Linked DNA regions of Mus musculus: regions 1 and 2 are each linked to region 3. A link is a contact called in public promoter capture Hi-C data. All regions are on one chromosome and are shown on one strand. The core of a region is the stretch at or near the end of the contact, and the rest is flanking DNA. Distances in the headings are between cores, read along the strand shown. Region 1 overlaps Ccdc3 (coiled-coil domain containing 3). Region 2 has its middle 20 kb from the start of Gm23118. Region 3 holds the start of Cdc123 (cell division cycle 123).

The links. Promoter capture Hi-C pulls out the DNA fragments that hold promoters and counts their contacts.
Region 1: a promoter capture Hi-C map of 3T3-L1-derived adipocytes shows a contact between it and region 3, with 7 times the contacts expected there. The contact joins the enhancer-like site here to the promoter of Cdc123 in region 3. A contact is called at or near these places in 11 of 39 promoter capture datasets (the 3T3-L1 cell line, 3T3-L1-derived adipocytes, cranial neural crest and 4 more), 16 of 115 datasets of contacts at active chromatin or transcription factors (the NIH/3T3 cell line, T-cell acute lymphoblastic leukemia, embryonic forebrain and 9 more) and 1 of 9 other capture datasets (embryonic stem cells).
Region 2: a promoter capture Hi-C map of hippocampal neurons shows a contact between it and region 3, with 4 times the contacts expected there. The contact joins the enhancer-like site here to the promoter of Cdc123 in region 3. A contact is called at or near these places in 12 of 39 promoter capture datasets (the 3T3-L1 cell line, 3T3-L1-derived adipocytes, cranial neural crest and 6 more), 10 of 115 datasets of contacts at active chromatin or transcription factors (the NIH/3T3 cell line, astrocytes, bone marrow-derived macrophages and 4 more) and 1 of 9 other capture datasets (embryonic stem cells).

Annotation. Positions count from the first base shown.
Region 1 is chr2:5,164,211-5,167,874 of GRCm38.p6, reverse strand. All of the region lies in intron 2 of Ccdc3 (coiled-coil domain containing 3), which reads right to left. Among named protein-coding and RNA genes, the nearest start is that of Ccdc3, 28 kb to the right of the region's middle. Within about 2 kb of position 1,879, at least 58 of the 459 cell types and tissues checked have an H3K27ac peak or open chromatin away from gene starts, as enhancers often do. A contact at or near this core is called in 3T3-L1-derived adipocytes and the NIH/3T3 cell line, where this site is marked.
Region 2 is chr2:5,238,033-5,241,834 of GRCm38.p6, reverse strand. No RefSeq gene overlaps it. Among named protein-coding and RNA genes, the nearest start is that of Gm23118, 20 kb to the left of the region's middle. Within about 2 kb of position 2,029, at least 13 of the 459 cell types and tissues checked have an H3K27ac peak or open chromatin away from gene starts, as enhancers often do.
Region 3 is chr2:5,842,590-5,846,529 of GRCm38.p6, reverse strand. Cdc123 (cell division cycle 123) reads left to right here and starts at 1,353. Exons shown (of 13, transcript NM_133837.5): 1 at 1,353-1,695. The coding sequence starts at 1,622. Nudt5 (nudix (nucleoside diphosphate linked moiety X)-type motif 5) reads right to left here and starts at 1,496. Exons shown (of 10, transcript NM_016918.3): 1 at 1,145-1,496.

The DNA.
Region 1 (3,664 bases), core at 630-3,129, 680 kb after region 3:
AGTAGTATATATTTATATTAAAACAATTTAATTAAGACTCTATGGTATATCACAGTGACTGTAGTTCATCACAATATATTATTCATTTGAAAATTTCAGAGTCACCTTAGTTAATTAATTAAATTGCAGAAAGGTTAGGTCTTAAATGTTCTAATCATGAGAAAAGAATGTGAGGCAACGTATGTTGATTACTAATTTAGCCATTTTACAATATAGTATATAAATATGGACATGTCATATACAATACATGTAAATTTGGATAGTCAATTCAATTACAAGCCTATCTTTAAATATACTATTAACCCTGGAAATCCTACAGCACTTGGCAAAGTCATGGCTACAATCAAAACCATTGTGCATATCAAGATCCATCATTTACCCTGGGCATCTGTCTGGTTACAGGTATAGTGCCAAGGCTAACTATAAGTGCGGATTATAGCACTTTGAAGAATAGTAGTGGGCTGTCTGGTGTGGGAGTTCATGTCTGTGATGCTCAGGAAGCTGAGGTAAGATCACACAAATGAGATCAGTCTGAGCTTTCATAGCAGAATGCTGTCCCCATCACCACCACCACCAAGAGAGAGGGGGGAGGGAGGGAGAAGAGGAGAGGGGAGAGGGAGAGGGAGAAGGAGAGGGAGAGGGAGAGGGAGAGGGAGAGGGAGAGGGAGAGGGAGAGGGAGAGGGAGGGAGGGGGAGGGGGAGGAGAGGGAGAGACAGGGAGAGGTGATCACAGGAGATGGACAGAGGAGAGGCAAGGGAGACACAAGAGACAAAAATGTTATCCTAGCAGAGTACTGTCCTTAGTCACCTGTCCATGTGTCCTGGAACTGGCAACAGCAGCAGTCCAAGCCACAGGGTAAGCCACAAGAGTGAATGGAGGAGACAGCTGTAGAGCAAGGTCACCAAATGGGAGGAGGTCTGAGCAAAGGGAAAGACCAGGGACCAGACAACTGACTAACCTAAGCCCTGAACAGCTATGTTAGCAATGTCGCTGGTGTAGGTCCTGTGTGTTCAGAGACATGTGAGAGCCGATCTGTTTTTCCAATATGGAGGCCTCCCATATAACCAGGGTGAGTAAATGGGGGTCATGGCCTCTGTGCTAGGAGAGGCTAGAGAAAGAAAATCAAAGAACCCCAGAAACTAGGCAGCATTTCAGAAAGGTGGCCGAGTGTGATCAATAGCTTCCTTACTGGTGGTAGATAAGAAGTGGTGGACACAATACCCCCAGAAGAGCCAAGCCACCACAATGCTGAGCTTATCCCAGGCCAACAATATGGCTCAATAAAGGTGCTTACCACCAAGCCTGAAGAGCTAAGCCTGAAGTGGCTCACCAGGATCCACATGGTAGAATGACCTCCACATGTGCACCACGTGACCCCATCCCCCTCTTAAATAAATTAATTAATTAATAGAGGTAAATATATATTTTTTTACATATTTTTTTAAAAGTTCATCCCACTATGAATACAGGACCAAAGTCACGAGCTTCCTGTCTGGAGTTTCCATTTATAAGAAAGGCCTGGTCCAGCTGGTTGGCATGTCCCGAGTGAGGCATAACTCAGAGAGCAGAACACAGGTCAGCTCAGTACAGGCCAGAGGTTTCCACTGCCCCGCTGGCAGGGGCTGCCCACATTCTTCTCCTCCTGTTTTTCCTCTTAGAATGTGTTTTTATTGTCCTTATCTCCAGCAGCAGAGGGGAGAGCCAGCTGAATGGGGGGCTGACCTAGGTGGAATTTGGAAACCATACACGAGACTGTTTTCTCCACCTAAATTCAGCCTCATGCCACCCATAAAAAGGCAGAGGCTGGGGGAGGTAGAGTGGAGAGAGAGCTATTCTCTGGTGGGAACACGAGGTACTGGGAAGCTGAGGGTGTGGCTCAGAGGACTGATGGAGTTCAAGTTATGAGTCACAGTGGAGACAGGAGCTGAGCTCACATCCAGAAAGACTCAGACTAGGCTGCGAAACCCCAGGCCAGAATGACACCCCATCTTTCTACAGGGAACGAAGGAATGGAAGAGCAAGCTCTTCCCAGTGGAGAGGGTTCCCCCTGAATCTAGAACAGGAAATGAGGAAAGTGATTTGCAAATGTTTCTCCATGGCAGCTCAGCCCATGCATATGTCAAATATAGTGCTTTGCCCCCACCCTCCTTGTCCCAGATGTCCATCCTTAAGGTCCAATGAGGACATTCTCTCTCCTACTCCTGAAATAGTAAGACTATTTCTTAGGGAGAGTGAGATTTGATTTCTGCCCGGCATGTGCCCCGTTCAATACATTGCTATCAAGGTGGGTGTATGAGCAAGGGTTGGAGAATATGGCCCAGTGGCATCCCCTCCTCCTCTTGAGGATAAGGAAGCTTCTTGTGGGGCTGATACAAGGTAAGGAATGGAAGAAAAGGATGGCATAGTAGATTAGACGGTAGAGCAACCACGAATGCCCACCAGTGGGTAAATAAAGAAACTGGTCTGTGTATAAGAGGAAATCTTGGCACCTGTTCTACACGGATGCATCTTGCAAACGTTAAATGATGTAAGCCAATCACGTAAGACAAAGACTGGACTGCTGAGCTGGCCTGGTGGGAAAAGACACTTGCTGGCAAACCTGACCACTTGGGTTTGATCCCCAAAATTCACATACCATCCCATGAAGTTACAATGTCTTAGAAGCAGTGCTACATCCACAAATGTCATGAAACAAATGAGTCAGGTGCCTGAGATGGGGGAACTTCTAAAAATCAAAATCTAGCAAGGCCGGATAGATCAGTTAGCACACTGAAGATGAGCTCAGAGGGGGCCCCCCAAAATGTGTCAATGTCACCTTAAGGAATGAAAAAGCTACTTCCTCTTGGATTAGTTTGACCAAAAGCAAACCCAAATTTAAATTCTTCATTTTTCTCCCTGTGGCTTTTGTCTCTCTGTAGGTTGTGGTTACTGGCCTATCTCTATCTATCTCTTGTACCTGTCTGATCCGTCTGTCCCTACTACCCATGTCTTGTGCTGGGCGTCTGTTCTGTCCTGTGTGTGTGTGTGTGTGTGTGTGTGTGTGTGTGTGTGTGTGTGTGTGTGTACACACATGCATGCACGCACACGCGTGCACCTGTACCTAGTAAAAGTATTTACTCTGTTTTTCATGAACAACGGAGAAAACTTAGGATGGGAAAGAAGTAAGGAGTTCTTTCAGAAATCTTCAAGAGTTTTATGAGGAAAGAAGTTACTTTGCGCACCTAGAACAGCAAACAAAACCACATCCCATCAACCTGCATCCACATGCTGCATCCCCCATGTATGGGATCTTTGCTGACCTGTCGACAGTTCTCAGTAAATACTACAACACACACATACACTGTTCTGGGTAAGGGCAAGAAAGAGTACATAACTTCTGATTTAAGCTATGCACTTAACGTAGGTTGTAAAAGCTAACCACATGAGAAATCCCCTGCACAGTAAGTTCGATACACTGTTTTCTTAAAGGCGGGTTAGATTTAAACTTGAGAAGTTCAGTCTTAAGTGACCTCAAGGAATATTATTAACTTAGTTGCAAAGCTGGAAAAAGTTGAGGCTCTTTGGAAACTCTTACTACAGCCAAGAACTCCCTGTGGCCTCTTCTTTCGTCTGTCTCTCTCTCTCTCTCTCTCTCTCTCTCTCTCTCTCTCTCTCTCTCTCCCT
Region 2 (3,802 bases), core at 780-3,279, 610 kb after region 3:
GACAGATGGAGCCCATCCAGCTTCCCACTGAGCTCCTGAAACGAAGACTTCTGTATAAGCATTTTGAGTTGTTCTCATGAGACGTCATGGCTAGCAGGCTGAAAAAACTGCGTGGCAATTTGCCAGCTGCCTGATTTTAAATCTAGTCCCTTCGGTGGAAAATGAAATTGAGAACAAATTTCAGAATTCTAATTGGAATCTGTCCCCTGCAGGGAGAAGTCTATTTTTAATGTTTCAATACATTACCCTGGAGAATTCTGGGAACCCAGCCTGTGTTCACATTTCATGCCAGGGAATAAAGCGAGGGGGAGGCACTAGCTTGCCTCCTAAGGATGAAGCCCACACTATCCCACAGGTCTCCATTTCTCTGAGTTTGAGCCTCAAAATCTACTGAAAGTACAAAGAGCAGGTACCCTGTGTTCAGCCGATGAAGAAGAGGAGGGAAGGAAAGAAAATTCCAGAGAGAAGTTGAAATATTGAATTTTTGTTCTCTTGACATTAAGAGTCTATTCTGAAGAGAGCTGATTTGTGTGTGAAACTTAGCCAGCGGAGGGGACAACAGGAAGGTAAGGGGAGCCCTAGCACAGTGTTCCTCTTGGTATGACAAGTCAGAGTTTGTGGGAGGAGAGAGATGATGCATTTGAGGAGATACAAGCAGGTCATGTCCAATGCTTATGACTCTTGGGGAGATGAAAAACCGTCTTTCCTGCACTCAATGGTTTGATAAAGTGCTAGAAACATCTGGATGCATTTATCACGTTTCAGAAGAAAAAGCCAACAAAAGGTGGGCTAGACAACTCCAGTGTAAGGAAAACTGACTTGGCAAATCCCCCAGCCCAAAGCCTTGAGCATTTGAGTCACAAAATGAATGTCCAACTCACTGGTACCAACCTGGTGTCTGACACCAAAATTATTTAAATTAGTTGAATTCAGATAGTTCTCAGAGGTCCAGAATGGCACTTTGTGAAAGACACCTGAGTTCTCTTGTGCGTTCTCACTTTAACCAGCCACTCCCACCTCAGAAATAAAGGACAGGCGATCCAGCCCCTGAGAGTTCCAGGAGAAAAGAGGGAAACTGATCGGTGGTATGTGTGGTTGGAAAACGTACAGCTGCAGCCAACACAGGGTTTTCAAGCAGAAGTGGGCTCTATGCGACAGGAGTTATGGTGTTGGTAGGATTTTCCCACGACTGTGTACTCTTCCTGAGATGAAATTTGGTCCTGGCTTCTCAGTTTCCCCTAACTCATGACATGCTCCATGCCACAAGGAGGCCATTGGTCATGATCAGACATGTCATGAATAGGAGGGGGTGCTTCTGGGTTCCCTGTCTCCTACTGATGATCGAGATAGTAGAGGACAAGAAAATTCTTGTTTGCCTTGAAAGTGTTTGCCTTGAAAGCATGAGGATACCAGTTGATCTCTAGAACTCTCGGTGGTGGTGGTGGTGGTGGTGGTGGTGGTGGTGGCGATTCAGGCATACTCCTGCTTACTGGGAATTCAAGAGCCAGTGAAGGGGGATGGGCAGATCCCCAGGACTCACTAGCTCTCCTGCTAGTGTACTTGCCAAGTCCCACGCCATCAAGAAACACAGTAAGGAGAGGGAGGAGAGAGAGAGAGAGAGAGAGAAAGAGAGAGAGAGAGAGAGAGAGGAGAGAGAGAGAGAGGAAGAGAAGAGAGGAGGAGAAGAGAGGATAGGATAGGATAGGATAGGATAGGAGAGGAGAGGAGACGAGACGAGACGAGACGAGACGAGACGAGACGAGAAGAACAGAGAAGAACAAAGATGAAGAGCACCTGAGGTTGTTTTCTGACCGCCACACAATGGCCTCTCATGTGTACACACCAAAGCAAAGTCTCTAATGGTAGCAGGATGGATGTCCTTTCCAATTACTAAGGTTCTTGGAGAATACAAAAGAAAAGAAAGAAAAAAGCATTTCTCTCTAACTGATGTGCTGCGTTCCTCTCTGAAGTCCCCTGTGATATACAGTTCTTGGCAAACAGGCAGAAGGAGTGGATCTGAAAGATTTATGCCTCAGGGACACTGAGTGAGTTGTTACCTGAATGGGAGCAGGGGAAGAACCAGGTGGGTTCCTCCCACCAACTGTTACAAAAACTTTCCACATAGCCTAGGGCTGGTTAACCCAGAGATTTGCAACAGCTTGCCTCTTCCAAGCTAAACACTGGGGTCTGAGTTATTAACTCCAACTAATGCAACTGCCTCGAGGAATCCAGGGCAAAATGAAACTTACAAAGGAAAACACTTAAATGTGGCGTGCAAAAGACCGTGGGATTTAGGAAAAACTCCTATTTGGAAGAGATTGATGCATGTGAGAAAGTTTTTTACAAAATCAGCCCCCTTGATATGTCTTAAGGGGCCATGTTGAAGGTAATATAGATATGAAAATGTTTGCTTGGCTGATTGGTTTTAAATTTACAAGTGACATTAAACAGCCTCACAGAAAGAAACAAAGAAGGGACATCTGGAGTCTTGGTTTCATGCTGCTCACTGATACAGAGAAGAGATGACAAGAACATAAATTCCAGACTCTGTTGTGGTATGTCACAAGGACAGTCCTTTGTTCATAAAGCATTCTTTCTACTGCTGGAAATTTCTTCATGAAATTCAGGAAACCAGCAGAGAAGATGTTGCTATAGACCACTGTTTATGTTCCACATGATACCACAGATCGACAACCTCATCCATTCTGTAGAGAGCCAATGATAAGATAGGTTGAGGACTGAAGAATTGATTCAGCCATTAAGAACACTAGCTTCTCTTGCAGAAGACCTGGGTTTGATTCCCAGCACCCACATTGCAGCTCATGACTATCTCTAACTCCAGTTCCAGGGGATCTGGCATCCTCTTCTGGCCTCCATAGGTACCAAGCATGAATGTGGTGCAGGCAAAAACATATACACATAATAATGAATTTGAAAAAGAGAAGGGAGGGAGGAAGGGAGGAAGGAAGAGGGATGGTAAGGAAACCAGGAAGTATTTTTCAAATCAATACGCGTGAATTTGGCACTAGCTTCCAAATCAACCAGTGCTTTGATCTAAGACATCTATGTTCCAGAACTATGAGAAAGAAATGCTGTTTGTGGCACCTTGGTAGTGCTTTGTGTGAGATAGCCAGCCCCCTAAGCTGACTAAGACAGGATTAAAGAATGAGAGAGAATATGAACTGAATTTTCTCAGTAGAATCTTGAGAGTTACTTATTACCCTGAATATCACTGTGTTTTCAACTGAGTCTCGTCAATTTCCCTTTGGATGTTAGACCGCATCTAGAAAACAGTGAGAGACTTGGTGTTCCTATGGCTTTGGGGCATCTTCAGGGGTGGCAGTTGTCCTTCATAAAAGTGACCAAGCTAGTTATGGTGTTACAGACATAGTAGAGATGTGATATCCACATGTCTGGGAACCTGCCACCCTTCCTTTAGAACACGCTTTTGTACTAATGAGTTATTAGAGTCCAGTTAGAACAGGCTAATTTTAAGATAATGCCCTCACTACTTGTCTCGAATGTATTGCTATCCCTTTGTGTGTTAAGTGTGTGTGTGTGGGGGGGGGGGGTTGACTTGTTTCTAATATGAAGTGTTGCAAATGTGATGTGTGTTCACTTCCTCTGTAGATGTAAATTGTGTCTTGTTTGTACATGCTCCTAGTGCCCTGTAAGCGTGCATGTTTGATGCTTGGGAGGCCCATCTGGCAAGAGCGTGAGGGCAGCTATTTAGCCAGTGAGGCTATGGTTCAACACACTTTTAGAAATTAAACTGTGTGCGTTTGTTCCTTTCATGTTTCTG
Region 3 (3,940 bases), core at 104-2,603:
ACCAAAGAGTTCCAGGCCAGACAGGAGTATGTAGAGAGAGACTATGTATCAAAACAACAAACAAGCAACAAAACCCAGGATTGATTAATTCTGGATACCACCATTCTTAAATAAGAAGCTCTGCTATCCACAACACATCATTATACACTGCAACATTATAAACCATTGATCTTGATTTTGGAAGGTATTCTTTAAGCAATGCTTCCAACCACTTTACCTGTAACATTTCAAACAATGTATACCTCTCCTGTGTGTGTGTGCACGCGCGAGCACGAATTCTAATTCAAAATACAGAGGATTCTGTTCATCAGTTCTAACAAATACCTTTCTAAAGAGGTCAACAGTGGCTGGGGTTTTTCCTCTCTCTCTAATTTAAACTGCTTAGATGCGCTGTGGAAAATGCAATTTATTTTTCTGTGAGGGTGAGTATCAGAAATGTGGTGCTTCTGGACAAATACGTGCTTGGAACATGCCCAAGGCTTCTACATTACAGGAAGCACCAGAGGGTTTGAAAGGCCTGTCTCTTGCAGCTGGTGATTTTTTTCCTTTTTTTTTTTTTTTTTTAAAAAGAAACTGAACTTTGTAGGATGATAGATGGAAAAAGGAGTAGGGAGAAAAATGATATCACAAGTTGTCGTATACAAACTCTTCCAACCTTTTACGATTTCATCATTGCAGAGACATTGATAAAAATATGTGCTTTTTCCACACTGGTAACTTTTTCGGAATTGGACTAAACTTTAAGCTTAAAAGACACAACTTTCCCCTTTTTCTTGATTTCTCAGACGAACATCGCTTCTTTCATCTTCAGGATCGTAAAATACCACCCTCCTCCCCAGAATCGTGCATGCGGGACTTCTTCCCTGTGTCTCTAAAATCTACTTTCCGGAATGAGAAGGGGCCATCCTTCTTGTAGATGCCTCAACTGATGTGTTCCAACATTTACTGTGCTGTTCCCAGGTTCCTCTCGTAGCCCAGGCTGGTCCGCCTGGATCCCGGGTTCTCGTCTCGCGCTCAGGCGCAGACGCGGAGACACGCGCGCGCGGCGGGCTGTACTCTGGGCACCATCGGTTGTGCTCGCGCCCTTTTTTCCCTTCCCCTCTCCAAGGACACTTAGTACCGAGGTTGGCTCGCGCCCACTTACCTACACTAAACTGTGGGATGTGGAAGGGATTGAGGAGGAAAGGAAAAAGGATCAGGCAGAAGCTGCAGTCTCCGTAGAATCAGGCGCCACCGCTAGAGACACCGGCGCCTCTCGTGGTGCAAGGAGGATGTGCACACGTCCTCCTCCAGGCACCCGTAGAAGCTCAGCTAGCTTCAGATGATTACCTTCCGGGTCGAGGTGCATACAGACGAAAGCGGAGATGTAAGCTTCCTAAAAATCTACGCTTTCGTGCCTCTTCTCTGCGGACTCAGATCTCTGTGTGTCTTGCGCGTCTGTGTGGGCACGCTAAGCATACAGTCTACCATGGCTCTAGAGTCTAGCGCCAGCGGACTTTTACGGACCGGAAGAGTCCTTTCTTTAAGACGGCTCGGTCGGCACTTCCGGAAGTGCTGCGCAGGGTTCCGGGAGAGGGCTGGCGGGAGAGGGAAAGGCGGCTATTGACGCGGCAGCTGGAGAATGAAGAAGGAGCATGTTAGTCACTGTCAGTTCTCCGCGTGGTACCCACTTTTCCGAAGCCTTACCATCAAGAGGTAACCTATCCCGGAGTCAAACCGGGGGGTTTGGGTAAATCCCATCCCTTCAGAAAACTAAACAAAATCCGCAGGCCTTCTACTCAGTGGGAGCGACTGTGTCGAGCTGCGGATTTTCTATTGGCTTTGACGGAGCAAGATTAACAAGTAGATCAGTGTTTGCCGTGCGTCCTGTTCGGAATCAAAGAGCGAGTCGAGGGAGGTAGGGAGGCGGTGGGGGTCCTCGGTAGGGTAGATTGAAATAGATACTTTGGGAATTGTCAGAAGCGCAAGGCAATAAACAAAACAAAACTGGAGACTTTGCCTGCTGCTGACCGACAACCCCCTCTGGTGAGAGTTGCGTTCCATCATTGTACAATGAGAACAGTGATACAGACGGTACCTCCAAGTCTGGATGAAGCTCCAGTTTGGTAGTGTGTATAGGTTGCATTGCTACTGACGATCCAGTGTTCTGAGAAGAAGCAACCCATCTGGAGAGAAAGTGGGATCGTTTGGTTTTTGGTTTTGGGTTTTTTTTTTTTTTTTTTTTTTTTTTTTGATTTTTGAGACAGGGTTTCTCTGTGTAGCCCTTGCTGTCCTGGAACTCACTTTGTAGACCAGGCTGGCCTCGAACTCAGAAATCCACCTGCCTCTGCCTCCCAAGTGCTGGGATTAAAGGCGTGAGCCACCACCGCCTGGCTGAGAAGGTGGGATCCTATTCTCTAGTTCTCTGGCCTGGAACAAGGAATCTGTCCAGGTTTGCAGAATGCCCACGGTGAATTGGTGCATCCAAAAACAAAACAAAACAAAACCACAAAAAACAAAATCCTGCCCCCAAGAATTAGATTGTAGAGTCAGAACCCTCTGTCTGGCTTTGAATTCTGGTTCTATCAGCATCTTCAGCAAATTACTTAATCTCTCTAAACCACATTTGAAAACTTAGAAACATAATAGGATTGTCATGAGAATTGCAAAAGAAAAAAAATACTTAAAATGTTGCCACTCTTTTGTAGCACATAGTAAACACATGAAAAATGTTGCCTGTTACCTTTTGGATTTAATAAAGCCTCATTAAAGTGAATTTTTTTTTTTTTAATTTTATTTATTTTATTATTATATGTAAGTACACTGTAGCTGTCTTCAGACACACCAGAAGAGGGAGTCAGATCTTGTTACGGATGGTTGTGAGCCACCATGTGGTTGCTGGGATTCGAACTCTGGACCTTCGGAAGAGCAGTCGGGTGCTCTTACCCACTGAGCCATCTCACCAGCCCCAAAGTGAATTATTTTAGTACACTTAAAATGTATGCCACATATAGGTGGATATGAGGATGGTAACGAGAAGGAAGTCAACCAATAACTGGGATTTTCTGGCATCCCTAGACAAGTCTGTGACTACATATGTGTACACACGTGCCCATGTGTCCATATTGGGCATATGGAAGTTACAGGATAACTTGCAGGAGTTTGTTTTCTCCTCTACCACATGAGTCCTGGGGATTGAACCTCAAGCTGTCAGATTTGATGGCTGGTACCTTTACCCACTGCTAAGCCATCTTACCTATCCCCCATGAAAGCATTTATTCTGTGCAGGACAGCCCTCCTACATTCCAGACAAATCATGTGGAGTCATATGGCAGCCTGCTTCAGTTGTTTGTTTCAGTGCTCAAGATATACATTCTGGCTACTGCTGTAGCATTAGTATTTTATTTTTATGACTTTTGGTTCAGAGCTGATTATGCAAATTCATTTTAGAAAATAATTTTTCTTTGTTCTTCCAGAATTCTATATATGCATACAATGTATTTTGACCCTGTTTACTCCCTGTTACCCCCTTCCACTTCTCTCAGGTCTAAGTAACAGGGTCCACCTCCCAACTTAGTGATGCCTGTGTGTCTGTGTGTGTGTGTGGGGGGGCATCCACTGAGCCTGGGAAATCTTCTAGTGTCCTCAGCACCAAAGAAAAATGACTCTGCTTCCCACAGCAGGCAATTGTCAGTAGCTATCAGCTAGGAGTAGGGTTGAAAGTTTCTCCCTGTTTGTCCTGGAACTCTACCTGGCCTGATCTTTAGCCGGTAACCAGAGCAGGTGAGTGCCCCGCCACATCAGGTCTAGAAGACAACAGCTCACATTGTCCGTCCTCTGGCCTCTACCCACTGGTTAGCAATGTTTCCTGAGCCTTGGTGTGAGGTTGATGTAGCTGTCCCATTGAGAAGTGAGCATTCCGCAGACACTCATTCACACACTTATTCTCGCCACTCTGATT